Regions from separate parts of the Macaca mulatta genome. Here region 2 is linked to region 1. A link is a contact called in public Hi-C data. All regions are on one chromosome and are shown on one strand. The core of a region is the stretch at or near the end of the contact, and the rest is flanking DNA. Distances in the headings are between cores, read along the strand shown. Region 1 overlaps WDFY2 (WD repeat and FYVE domain containing 2). Region 2 overlaps WDFY2 (WD repeat and FYVE domain containing 2).

Region 1 (6,810 bases), core at 1,534-4,033:
TAGGTAGTTTCTATTAGGCAATTATGGGAAATCATTCCCTCCCTAGGAGTTAACAACAGGTACAAACATTGTCCTCTGGGGTTGCCAATGAACCTCCTGCTTGTGGTTAGAAAACACCAATAATCTCTTCTACAGATGGGTGTTGCAGGGTGAGTAGGAGTTCTTGTGAAAAAGCCTTTCCTGTGGAGGAAAGGGCATTTTAGATAGAGGAGGCAAGAAAACTCCCATTCATTAAGAAGCACTAGAATGTCCTGATTAAGGGTAGACAACGGAGCCAATTGGCTTGAGTTCAGAACTCAGCACTCAGTGTCCTCACATTTTGAGGAATCTGGAAATTAGTGCCTGCAGGAAGAGTGACTCTGATAGCAAAAAGTACTGAACCCGTTGGATGAAAGATTTCAGAGTTCTTTTTCTGGATAAAAAGGCCTGTGTTGGTGGTAGGGTGTGGAGAAGGAGGCTGTGGGAGAGAGAACTATAGGGAAGAAAGGTACTGGCGAGGGCGATATGGGGAACTGCCTTTTTATATTATGACTTTATTCAGGGCCAATTTATACAACATAGTTAGCTGTGTTCTCTCTAAGTCCTGAGGGCAGAGCACAAACAATTGTTAAGAGGGGGGTGAGATTTTTATCCCAATATATAGAAATCTGACCCCCAATGCCTAGCACAAAGGAGATAGGCATTATATGTTCCTTGAATGAATTAAGCAATGACTGGTGATCACTTTTTGAATTGAAATGGACCTGAGGATGTTGTGCGATTCTGTCGGCAAAGGTATTTAAGTTGAGCCTGAGAAGCCGGGGTGACCAACAGTACAATATGGGATGGGAGTGGGAATGGGCTGGAACAAGGGGGTTGGATTTTTTTCTACTTCAAGGGCCTTTTTTTTCCAACTCCAAATTACTATGATTCGAAGTGGCCATGACTACTTGACTATTTCCTGAAAAAAAAAAGTTAAAATTTTATTTCGTCTTATGTATCCTCATAGTATTGGTTCATTTACCATTAATTCTTTGTATTATGAAATTGCACTATCTCAGTTCTCTGCTTCAACCATTAGTTTAACTGATAATTAGACCTTGGTGCAGTTCAGTTGAGCTCCTGATAGAGTTTTATGTACCATGTATTTTATAACATTTGCACAATTTTCATAAGAAATGCAAATCAAAGTTTTACAGTGCCAAGCACAGTTCTGAAAGTTGAGGACTCTTCAGAGTGAGGGAGTGAGGGCTCTGAAGTCAGCAAAATTAGAACCCATCTAAACTAATTTTTGAGTGTGTGAAGTCTCTAATAGCATAAAATTAATACACTTTCCACTGCGCACTTGAGACTCGTCACTTGGTGGTAATAATTGTGGATTTCAAGGTCCCGAAGAGGGAACTTGTCCTGTATAATTGTGGAAAATTAGACCTTTACTCCGAATTCAAAACATGAAGCACTCTCTTCATGCTAGCAAATCTTTCTGGAAACAGGCTGTCTCTGTCTCTAAAGGTCAGAAGCAGACTGACTTTTTAAGGAAAGATCACTATGGGAAAGCTTATTTGAGGAGGCTTACTAGAGTAGGATTAGCTTCAAGTGATCCCAGAGCTCCTGACAGTTCTGAATTTCCTATTTTTATATTATCAAACCAGAGTCTGTCCAGGACTTCACAGATCTTAATCAGTATATATTCATCCAGATATTGCAACACTATGGGAAAGTTAGGGTGGCAATTCCGACACTCTTAAAATGAGTGATTTTTAAGTCATGAAATCCTGACCATCTGTCTTACACCTCAAGTGTTACTAATCTTATTTTGAAAAAGAAATATAGGTAAAAAATCATAGGATTTAAGTAGCTAGAAGAAACTTTAGAGAGATGGCCTTTTCCAAACAAACAAAATCGAAACTTTAGAAAAGGAAATGTGAGTTTTTACTTGCGTAGCATCTTTCTCTGGCTGTCTCTTTTCACTTTGCATTTGGCTTTGAGAAAGCATGGAGAATCATCTTCATGTCATTAAAAATAACAGTTTGGGGGAAATTACAACACTTAGTGGCATTTAGAAATCAATAAGTAGATTGTGGTTTAAGACTACTGCAGTTGGTGATTTGTTGATATCTGTAACACTAAACTAAATTGTGTACAGTATATACTTATCTGAGAAGAGAATGACTACCTTACCAAGCTTTTCTTCTCAACTATTGTCAGAATAGAAAGAATTCAAAAAGAGATCACACTGCTTTATTTTTATATGAGTAGGTCTCCCAAGGAGAGTGTTACAATTAACCTAGAAATTCCCTGATAGAGAAACAAACAAAAACAAACAAACAAACAAACAAAAAACCTCCCCTTGTGCAGCTTCAGCAAGCAGTCTTATTAACTCTTTAAAAACTTTTTTAAAATTTAAGGACGGGGGCCTCTTCATCCAAATATTTTATTTAGTCCTTAGTAAAAATTAATTGAGAAGTATAATAAACTAACCAGTAAGACCAAAAAAGAAAAGAAAATGTTATCTGCTTGTCTCTTGGCAGGGAGTGCTGCTTTATGCTCTCCTGTGCCTTTAATTTAAGGATTCTCGGAAAAGAACTGGGACTGGGAGTCTGATCTCAGCTCTACTCGGCATTGACCTTGGCATTTCCTGGGGCATTTCATCACTCTAAGCCTCAGTTTGTCCATCTGGCAAAGGAGGGGGTTAGATTTCCTAGCTATGACTCCCGGTACTGTGATGTGCTTCTGTAGTGACTAGATAAGTAGTCTCCACAACCATATCATCCTAAAATCTCAAGTGGAGGAAAGCACGCATTAGGGAAAAGGCAGCATACTTGTGTGAAACTGTCAGCACCTCATGGTGCAACCGTAAAACGATGCTTTCTGGAGCCTTTGGTTGGCAGCGGTTATTTATTCCTGAATGAAATATTAAGAAGTATTTGTTTTGTGTTAGTGCCTAACACCCAGTTGAACTGGACTCACTACATTCCTACTTCTAGACGAGTCCTTTAGTTTCAAACAATTTATCTCTGGGTGGTTTTCTAGCACCCAAGTCAGGGCCTGGGTTATCTAAATGAATGCTTTGGAAATTTTTTTGACCACAAATCATAGTAAAAAATATAGTTAGCATTGCTACGCTGACATACTGTTTCACACATATACACACATATGATAGAAACAAAGGTTTTATGAAATGGTATCCTCTTAATGTGACATGCACACCATTTTCTGTTCTGTTGCAGCCCTTATAAGATCCTAGTTGTGACCCTTTCAATTTTGTGACTAACTAAAGGGTTGTGAACAACAGTTTGAATTACTACAGAGCTTTAGAAGAACTGGTAATGTTTCGTACCTTCTTTTTCTCCCGTTATGTAGTTTCGGTTTTTTAGAAGATGGAAATGTAATTCGACTTGGGGACCTTAACCCTACTAGCCTACCCTACCTCTGGCCTGGCCTGCTTTTCTGAAATTCCCACTGACATTATAGAATTGACCCAGACTGACTGGAAGCCTTCAAATCAAGAGATAACTGTTCTAAAGCCTTTTAGCCCAGAGCCAGAGAGGGCTCAGAAAAAAAGTAGGAATGTACCAAATTGAGCATTTGCTATTGTTTGAGTGTCTTCATTTTGGCTTCCTGTTATTTATTACTGAGTTAGGACTCAGAAATGATGCATCACATCTGAATTATGAATGTCACCGGGTGGGGTGGCTCACGCCTGTAATCCCAGCACTTTGGGAAGTTGAGGTGGGTGGATCACCTGAGGTCAGGAGTTCGAGACCAGCCTGGCCAACATGGCGAAACCCTGTCTCTACTAAAAATACAAAAATTAGCTGGGTATGGTGGTGGGCACCTGTAATCCCAGCTACTCGGGAGGCTAAGGCGGGAGAATCGCTTGAACCCGGGAGGCGGAAGTTGCAGTGAGCCGAGATTGTACCACCACTGCACTCCAGCCTGGGCAACAGAGGGAGACTCCATCTCAAAAAAAAAAAAAACAAGAAACAAAACAACAACAAAAAAAACCAAAAATAAATAAAATAAAATAAAAATAAATAATAAATGTCAGTTGCTGACTTCTCTGTGTGACTATGCTTTTCTTTTTAGCTGGGCAGATTTACTTATAATACGGAGCTATTTAGAGATTTTATGTATTTTCCATTGGTTATTAAATTATCTTTTCTCCGATTTCTAAGGATCAACTTAAATTTTAAATAATTATCATAATAATCACTCTGGAGTGTGTTTACATTTTAAATAAAGATAATAGGCCAGACATGGTGATTCACACCTATAATCTCAGCACTTTGGGAGGCTGAGGTGGGAGCACTGGCTTGAGGCCAGGTGTTCAAGACCAGCCTGAGCAAGATAGCAAGATCCTGTCTCTACAACAAATAAATAAATAAAAGATAATAACCACAATAAAGAATTAGTGCTCATAAACCCCTTAGCACAATGACTGTTAGTATTTCATATATTTCTAGCAGTTTTTCTAATGCAGTTTTCAAAAATATGATTGTAACACACTTTTATGTTCTTGCCCTCACTTAAACTTTTGCCAGCACCTACCTAGATTTTAACCATCATTTTAAGTAGCCTTATATTTTTGCTTTCCTTCAGTATTCACTCATATTTATTTAATGATTATACTGTATATACTTGGCCCCTGATCTCCCATCGTGAACAAGACATATCCTGCTCTCAAGGTACTGGTAATCTAGTCACTACATCATAATTTATCTTTTCCCTATTTATTTACATTATTTTCAGTTTTATAAATGTTACGATGAACATTGTTACATGTACAGGTGTCCCCTTTTATCCCCCACTCTGAGTTTTTTGATTATTTCTTTAGGAAAGATTGTAAGAAGATTGCCATATTATTTTCCAAAAAGTTTATGCCACTTTAAAATGCTTATAGTTATGTATGCATATGAGAATATTAGTTTTGCCATACCTGACCAGCCATGGATATTATTATTTTAAAATTCTTGTTCATGATTTGCTTGATAAATGGTGGCACTTTATTGATGTTTATTTGTATTTTTTTGGCTGACAGTCAGTGAATATTTTTCTGTTCATTTATTTCTAGTTATTTTTCCTTTTTGAGTTGTCTGTTTCTGTCCTTTGTCCATTTCTCAATTGAAGTCTTTTGGTTCTTCTTAACAATTTCTTTTACATATATTCTTTTTTTCTTTTCTTTTCTTTTTTTTTTTTTTATTGAGACAGAGTTTCGCTTTTGAACCTGGGAGGCAGAGGTTTTTTTATTTTTTTATTTTTTTATTTTTTTATTTTCTTTATTATACTTTAAGTTCTAGGGTACATGTGCATAATGTGCAGGCTTGTTACATATGTATACTTGTGCCATGTTGGTGTGCTGCACCCATCAACTTGTCAGCACCCATCAACTCGTCAGCACCCATCAACTCCATCAGTTATAACTCCCAGTGCAATCCCTCCTCCCTCCCTCCTCCCCGTGATAGGCCCTGGTGTGTGATGTTCCCCTTCCCGAGTCCAAGTGATCTCATTGTTCAGTTCCCACCTATGAGTGAGAACATGCGGTGTTTGGTTTTCTGTTCTTGCGATAGTTTGCTGAGAATGATGGTTTCCAGCTGCATCCATGTCCCTACAAAGGACACACACTCATCCTTTTTTATGGCTGCATGGTATTCCATGGTATATATGTGCCACATTTTCTTAATCCAGTCTGTCACTGATGGACATTTGGGTTGATTCCAAGTCTTTGCTATTGTGAATAGTGCCGCAATAAACATACGTGTGCATGTGTCTTTATAGCAGCATGATTTATAATCCTTTGGGTATATACCCAGTAATGGGATGGCTGGGTCATACGGTACTTCTAGTTCTAGATCCTTGAGGAATCGCCATACTGTTTTCCATAATGGTTGAACTAGTTTACAATCCCACCAGCAGTGTAAAAGTGTTCCTATTTCTCCACATCCTCTCCAGCACCTGTTGTTTCCTGACTTTTTAATGATTGCCATTCTAACGGGTGTGAGATGGTGTCTCATTGTGGTTTTTTTTTTTTGCAATCTACTCATCAGACAAAGGGCTAATATCCAGAACCTACAAAGAACTCAAACAAATTTACAAGAAAAAAACAAACAGCCCCATCAAAAAGTGGGCAAAGGATATGAATAGACATTTCTCAAAAGAGGACATTCATACAGCCAACAGACACATGAAAAAATGCTCATCATCACTGGCCATCAGAGAAATGCAAATCTTTTACATGTATTCTATAAATATAGTAAGACTATTAACCCCAGGCCTGTTATATATCCAGATATACCTTACATTTTGTTGTTTGCCTTTTCATTTTTTATATAGAAAACATTTACTTTTAAGTTTAGCTCTCAAAATTTATTTATTTAAACAATTTTAAAATAAGAGACAGGGTCTCACCATGTTGTTCTGGCTGCAGTGCAGTGGCCATTCAGAAGCACATTCCCGCTACTGATCAGCAAGGGAGTTTTGACATGCTCTGTTTCCGACTTGGGCCAGTTTACCCCTTCTTAGGCAACCTGGTGGTCCCCAGCTCACATGAGGTCACTAGATTGGCGTCTTACTTAGTGTGGACACCTGATTAGCATAGCGCACTATAGCCCAGAACTTCTGGGCTCGAGTGAACCTCCTGCCTCAGCTTGCTGAATAACTGGGACTACAGGTGTGTGCCACCACACACCTTTTTTTTAATAATTGAAATTTCTTCCGTAACTCCTAATTTTTGAAAGTAACACTTTGCCCGGAGAGCCAGTGATACTCATTTTTCTTTCATCTTAGTTATATAATTTGATGAAAAAATAACTTTTCGATTTGTTTGAAGTG
Region 2 (6,810 bases), core at 2,415-4,914, 130 kb after region 1:
GGGCTTTTACTGGTCATGTAGGCAGGTCTGCCTGGGACATTCCAAAATTCCAGATTCCCAGAAGGAAAGCAGGTATTCAGTGTAAGCCACAATGTTTGAACAGTTAAGGCACAGTGAACCACTCTTATCAGTTAATGGTGGGAACCTTCCCAAAATCCAGATTCCCAGACACTATGCCAACTTCATAAGCTGGCTTTCAGAGGATCACAGTCAGAGCTGCTGTGTTAACTCTTTTTGCACAGCACCATTTTGATTTATTCTTGAACTATCTATTAATAGCTCCATTCAAATTTTGCCCATTTTTCTATTAGGTTTGGGATCTTTTTCTTCTTGATTGCTCTTTTTATATTAGAGATTTGGGCCCTTTGTGACATAAATTGCAAATATTTTTTTCCAGTTTATCTTTTGGCTTTGCTCATAATATTTGTTGTGTTTTTGAGTCATAGCTTTTCCCACTCCAAGGTTACAAAGAAACTTTCCTATCTAAAGCTTATGTTTTCATTTTCTACATTTAGATCCCTAATTCATTTGGAATCTGTCCTGGTATACATTGTGAAATACAGATTCTATTTTCTTTTTCCAAATGGCTATCCAGTTTGTGCCAACATCATTTTTTTAAATTCATCTTTTCCTTATTCATTTGTAAAGCTACCTTCATCAGACATTTACTAAATTTCAATGTGCTTTTGGGTTTATTTCGCAACTTTGTATTCTGTTAGTCTGTTTATGCACCAATACCACACTTTTAATTAAAGAAACTTTATAACATTTTTTAATATCTGGTAGGGCTAACCTCCCTATCACATACCATATTGTTCTTATTTTCAGAGTATTCTTGGCTCTTTTTGCTTATTTATTTTTCCATATGAATACTTCTAGCTGTAGAAAACAACATGTGGTGATATTTTTAAAATATATAGATTTATGTTATTAATTTAGGAACAAGAAGTGACATTTTTAAGTCTTACTGTCCAATAATACAGCATGTCCTTCATTTGGTTAAGTTCACTTTTGTGTCGTTCAGCACTGTCTTCAAGTTTTCCTCAGATGGGACTTGCGTATTTCTTGTTACATTTATGCCCTGTTTCTTCATTGTAAATTCCCCCATTTAATTTTGAGAAACAATCCTTAATGCTTACATGATAGATTTGATGTTGAAACCCGGCATGTGTTTATTGGTGACCACTCAGGCCAAGTAACAATCCTCAAACTGGAGCAAGAAAACTGCACCCTGGTCACAACATTCAGAGGACACACAGGTAGGAGTAACAGCAAAATCATCATGTGCTGATAGCACAGTGAGATATCACCTGCTGCATCTCCTGATGTTCAGATATGTTTTGAAAGTGGCAAAGTACAGTCCATGCTTGTGCAAAGATACACATGATATGCTTAACTGATTTCAAAATGGTTCAGTAAAATATAACGTCAAACATTTTTCTGTATAATCCAAACAAAAGAGAAACCAATCTATTTTGAAAATGTTGATAATTTGGTTCTCTGTCATACTGCACCAGAGAAAGCCAGTGTTGGCATACATTAATGAGGCATTGTTTGAGAGCATGTGGCCTCAGACGGCTGAAACCCCAGAAGGCCGAAAAGACAGCTGCCTTGGTCTGACCTTGCCTTTCCTGGAGTTAGAAGATGGTGTACAAGAAAGATTCCCACTTCCAAGTCAAATGAAAAGACAGATATATTCTTCATGAGTAGCTAGACTTTGTGAAAAGGCTCAAGTTCCTCTCCAACTTTACTTCCTTCATATCCTTTTTAGGTTAAAACCTAAGGTCCCCTTTACGTTACTGCTCTGCTCAGGGTCATTTAAGCAAGGTAGTATAAAATATTCATCCTTAGCCTTTGAAAGACTTGATCAATGATGATGATTAATTTTTTACTAGTAGTTTTAACATGTACTTTTGACTCTAGAACATATCGACCCTAGAAAATGAGTCATTGCCAGTTTTCATGGTTCTTAAAGGGCCTTTCCGTTTTCTACCAGCTACCAACCCATGATTTTGTGTAAAATGAGATAATACTGAGTTTAGATGTCGATAAGAAAAAAAGTAGGGGAAAGAGGATATAAAATTGGATAATACCTAGATCATAAGGGGCTTCCTAAAGGGAAAAAATGGAATGCTAGAATAAGAAACATATAGTAAGGAGAAAATTGAATACAAGGAAGAAGATTCATAAAAGATCATCTGAATTATTTATGCCTTTGGGAGGAAGAACACATGGAAATATCCCCTATGGATAGGACCCTGGTCTTCCCTGACTGAATTTCTTTTTTAGCCACTTACACCCTCACCTACACTTTGGCCAAGACTGGGCCTGGGGTTCTGTGGGGGACCCAGAACTGTCCCACCTCAGAAGTCTTAAACTTCTGTGCTTCACGCAGACTTCAGCCTCCTCATCCTCCAATTCCCTACACCCTTTCTTCATTCCACTTACTGTTTCCCCTTGTGGCGCATTCCAGCCTGTGGTCCCTCCATTTTTCCAGCATCTCAGCCCCTGCATCACCTTTCCTCCCAGTGGTGCATCGCTTCACCCATGCCTTCCCAGCATTCTCAGTTCTGTGAATGTAAATATTCTGCCTTCTTGGCAAGCCTGTCTGATTCAGACTAACTCTCCACCTTTTCTTGTTGTGCAGCCAGCTGCTGGGTCTATAGTAGTCACACTGCCTTGAGGTTTAGACCATCATTACCATTGCACACTCAGGATTTCCTGTGTAGACTTATGAAGTTGTCTAATAATCACTCTCCCTGTCCTCAGTTCGCTCCTTCTTCCAGGCCCCTAAACAGAGACCTTCACCATCCTTCCCAAGCCCCCATCCCCATCTCATTCCTTGCCTCTTCCTTCAAAAGCTATCAGATAGAAGCTTAAAAAGAAAAAAAAAAAAATATTTCTTGCCCACTGTATATCCCCCCCACCCCAACAAACAAACTTTTTCTCTCCCCACTTCTCCTCTTCTCAGTGCAGGAGAGCTGCCTTCCTCTGGCCCATTCTCGTCTTCTCAGTGCAGGAGAGCTGCCTTCCTCTGGCCCATTCTCGTCTTCTCAGTGCAGGAGAGCTGCCTTCCTCTGGCCCATTCTCGTCTTCTCAGTGCAGGAGAGCTGCCTTCCTCTGGCCCATTCTCGTCTTCTCAGTGCAGGAGAGCTGCCTTCCTCTGGCCCATTCTCGTCTTCTCAGTGCAGGAGAGCTGCCTTCCTCTGGCCCATTCTCCTCTTCTCAGTGCAGGAGAGCTGCCTTCCTCTGGCCCCAGGCTATTCGCAGGGTGTCCCTACCAAAATGGATTGCCTTGGTCTCTCTTTTGACTAACTCTTTTCAATTTATTAACATGCTTATGTTTTTTGCCTCTGGTAGAAAAACAAACCAACACCCTCTCAATCCCGTGTCTTATAGCAAGTTCCTTCTTATTCTCTTAATAGCAATGCTTTAAAAATTGTGGTAAAATGTATAAAACATAAAATTTACCATTTTAACCATTTTTAAATGTACTATTCAATGACATTAACTACATTCACACTGTTGTGCAATCATCAACGCCATCCATCCCAGAACCTTTTCCATCTTGTGAAACTGAAACTCTGTTCCCTTGGACATGAACTCCCTATCCTCTCCCCCTACCCTCCCAGTCCCTGGAAACTGTTACTCTGCTTTCTGTTTCTATGAATTTCACTAGTCTAGGTGACTCATAAGAGTGGAATCATGCAGTATTTGTCCTTTTGTGACTGGTTTATTTCACTCAGCATAATGTCCTCAAGGTTCATCCAAGTTGTAGCAAACAGCCGTGTTTCTTAGAAGAATATAATTTTCCCAGCTGCTTCGCATTTTCACTTCCAATTTGCCTTCCAGCTCCCTGCAATCTGGTTTGTCGTTACTATGCCACTGAAACTGCTGTCCCTGAGGTGACCAGTGGCCTGCTGGGACACGTTGTAAACCTTGTCGTACTTAACTTTTCAGCAGCATTTTACATTGTGGCCATTCCTTCTGGCTGTAACTGCCTTCCTTTGGCTTTTCTTCTATGATGCTGCTGGCTTTCTCGGGCTCCCCTGTGGTCGGTTGTGTCCCCAGGATCTTCCCTGGATCCTCTTCTCTTTATGCTCTGTGCTGTCCCTTGTCATCTCAGCCATTCCTCCCAGTCACAGAGTAAAATTGTCATTATCCTCAAATTCTTCACAACCCAGTGAGAGACAAAAACTAAAGCACAGTTCTAGTGCATGCTGGCAGGGGCTGGTGGGAGCAAGCACCTTGCGCTTCTGGGAACACAGAAGGGCAGCCCACTCGAAGGAGATGGAGGCGGTTAGGAACGGCCTCCTCGGGAGTCTGCCTGACCTCAGATCTTTGGGGATGAGTAAGTATTGAGTTCATGGAAAACAACTGAGAAGAGCATCTCAGGCAGAGAAAACCAGCGTGTTCAAGGCAAGGAGATGTGCAAGAGCATGGCTCTCTTGAGAACTGCTAGTCACTCTTTTATGGTGGATGCACTGGGTATGAGGGAGGGAGAGGGGAGGTCAGGGTGGAGGGGCAGCCAGAAAGCAAGAGTCACTTCCCATCACTGAGACCGTGCTGGGCATTATCCTGATGTCACTGAGAGACCATTAAAGAGTTTGAAGCAAAGAAGGTAACCTGATTGGATTTTAAAAGGTTGTCTGGCAGTAGAGAGTGGAATTGGAAAGCTAGTAGGGAAGTGTCCCTTGAGAGGGGACTGTGACAGTGGGAAAACAAGGAGTGGGTGGATTCAAGGTAGAATTCAGAGGTGCATTCCGCAGGCCTAGTGATGGACCTGATGGTTCCCAGGTTCGCTTTAGGCAGAGGTGGCTTTCAGCCTGACCTCTTGACTCTTCAGTAATCAGGCACGCACCCACTCACAGTATGGTGGCTGATAGGAGCCCTCTGAGTTTTGTATTGTTGCCTCCAGGTCAGAAAAGGACAGTAGCAGCTTCTAAGCACTCTTGTCAGCCACATGTGGTTCAAGGGTCCCATGTTTTGCAGGCTTGTTCTGATATGAAATATGACCTTGGTATTGTGTCTTATCTTTCCTAAAGAGTTTAAAGCATTTTCACTTTATTTTTATCAAGAAATATATTTGAGAAAAACAGGAAATGGCTCAGGAAGGTCACTAACTAACAGGAAGGCAAATGTAGCAGGTCAGATGTTACCTTATTATTGTTCCTAAACAGTGGTATCTGCCCATCACTAATGTGGCTGGAATACAGCTCATTCCTGTAAAGCTAGAGTGAGGACCTGTAAGAGAGTCCATGGTGATTTAGACATATTGTTGAGCTCTTCCTAAGTGGTAGGCTCATTCTGGGCCCTGGGAGGTCCCAAACACAGCAAGTCTCAGTTCTGGGAAAGAGATTTTTGTAAGGACAAAATGAACACCCTAAAGTTAATCCAGTTCCATTAAAGGGCAGCTTTGGAGGTCCCATCACTCCAGATGCAAACTCAGAAGCAGGTCTTCAGTATGCGTCCAGAGTCATAGCCCTTCACCCCATCATTCTCTCTTACAGTACAGAAGGTCATACAAAAATGTGGGTTAATGAGGGAATCGACCTAGTAGTCATGCCCAGAGGCCAAAGCATAACATTTTTCTAATCTCTAGGGATTTAGGAAACTAGTTTTATGTTCTTATGCTCCCTCTACTGGTTTTCTTTCTGGAGCTAAATGCCAAATATCACAGTTCTTTGCTATTTCTGCAGAAAGTAGAATGTATTTCTATGAAAAAGTCAAAAACTAACTTAGAGGAGTTGCTTTTGTTTTTCTTGTTTTGTTTTGTTTTGAGACAGAATTTCGCTCTGTTGTCCAAGCTGGAGTGCAGTGGCATGATCTTGGCTCACTGCAACCTCCACCTCCCAGGTTCAAGCAATTCTCCTGCCTCAGCCTCCCGAGTAGCTGGGACTACAGGTGCCCGCCATCATGGCCGGCTAATTTTTGTATTTTTAGTAGAGGCAGGGTTTTACCATGTTGACCAGGCTGGTCTTAAACTCCTGACCTCAAATGATCCACCCTCCTCAGCCTCCCAGAGTATTGGGATTACAGGCATGAGCCACCGTACCCGGCCAAAAATCATATTTTGACCATTGGAAATTAATAGTGTTAATACAATCTTTTTTCTTTTATTTCTAAGAAATTATTTTATTAGCATGAACATATTTGAAACAGGAGGGCTTGAATGTAAATCTGCCAAAGCAAACTAATTAATGAATAATTAAATGCAGACTTGTTCATGAGCTGTTAGGGGAATCATTGAAGGGAACAGTGTAACTATAACAAAAGAAACTAAACAAACTAAGAAAGTCACAGTTCAATGTAAAGAGGCAAGTTCATATAATTTAGAACTTCAATTTTTGTTTACAGTGGAGACTCACACAGATCCAGTGTATATAAAGTGCAGGTCAAGAGATGTGAATTGTCATCCATAGTCAGTCATCCACTCTCTCTCTATACGATGGTGCCAGGATATGTGGGTGAATAAAACAAGCATAATCTTTGCCCTTATCCATCTTCCAGCCGGCATGGAATGCATGCATTAGACCAATAGTTACAGGGAATTCATCCAAACCGTGTGAGTAGCAGGTGCTGCGGAGCCGTGATGCGCCCAGAGGCTTCTTTAGAAGCAGGTAACAGAAGGTCCTCTCCTCTTGCAGATAATTAAAGGGAGGCTTCCCAAAGAAGTGTTTTGTTTTCGTTTTTGTTTTTTTGAGACAGAGTCTCGCTTTGTCACCCGGGCTGGAGGGTAGTGGCAAGATCTCAGCTCACTGCAACCTCCATCTCTTGGGCTCAAGCAATTTTCCTGCCTCAGCCCCCTGA

Evidence for each region. Hi-C and Micro-C count contacts between places; a contact is called where the count stands out from the background.
Region 2: a contact with region 1 is called in a Hi-C map of fibroblasts, with 1.9 times the contacts expected there. The contact joins two enhancer-like sites. A contact is called at or near these places in 2 of 14 Hi-C or Micro-C datasets (fibroblasts and liver).

Annotation. Positions count from the first base shown.
Region 1 is chr17:30,817,013-30,823,822 of T2T-MMU8v2.0, forward strand. All of the region lies in intron 1 of WDFY2 (WD repeat and FYVE domain containing 2), which reads left to right. Among named protein-coding and RNA genes, the nearest start is that of WDFY2, 7.4 kb to the left of the region's middle. Within about 2 kb of position 2,784, at least 2 of the 40 cell types and tissues checked have an H3K27ac peak or open chromatin away from gene starts, as enhancers often do.
Region 2 is chr17:30,947,822-30,954,631 of T2T-MMU8v2.0, forward strand. It overlaps WDFY2 (WD repeat and FYVE domain containing 2), which reads left to right. Exons shown (of 12, transcript XM_077973835.1): 6 at 1,147-1,259. Among named protein-coding and RNA genes, the nearest start is that of HNRNPA1L2, 54 kb to the left of the region's middle. Within about 2 kb of position 3,665, at least 1 of the 40 cell types and tissues checked has an H3K27ac peak or open chromatin away from gene starts, as enhancers often do.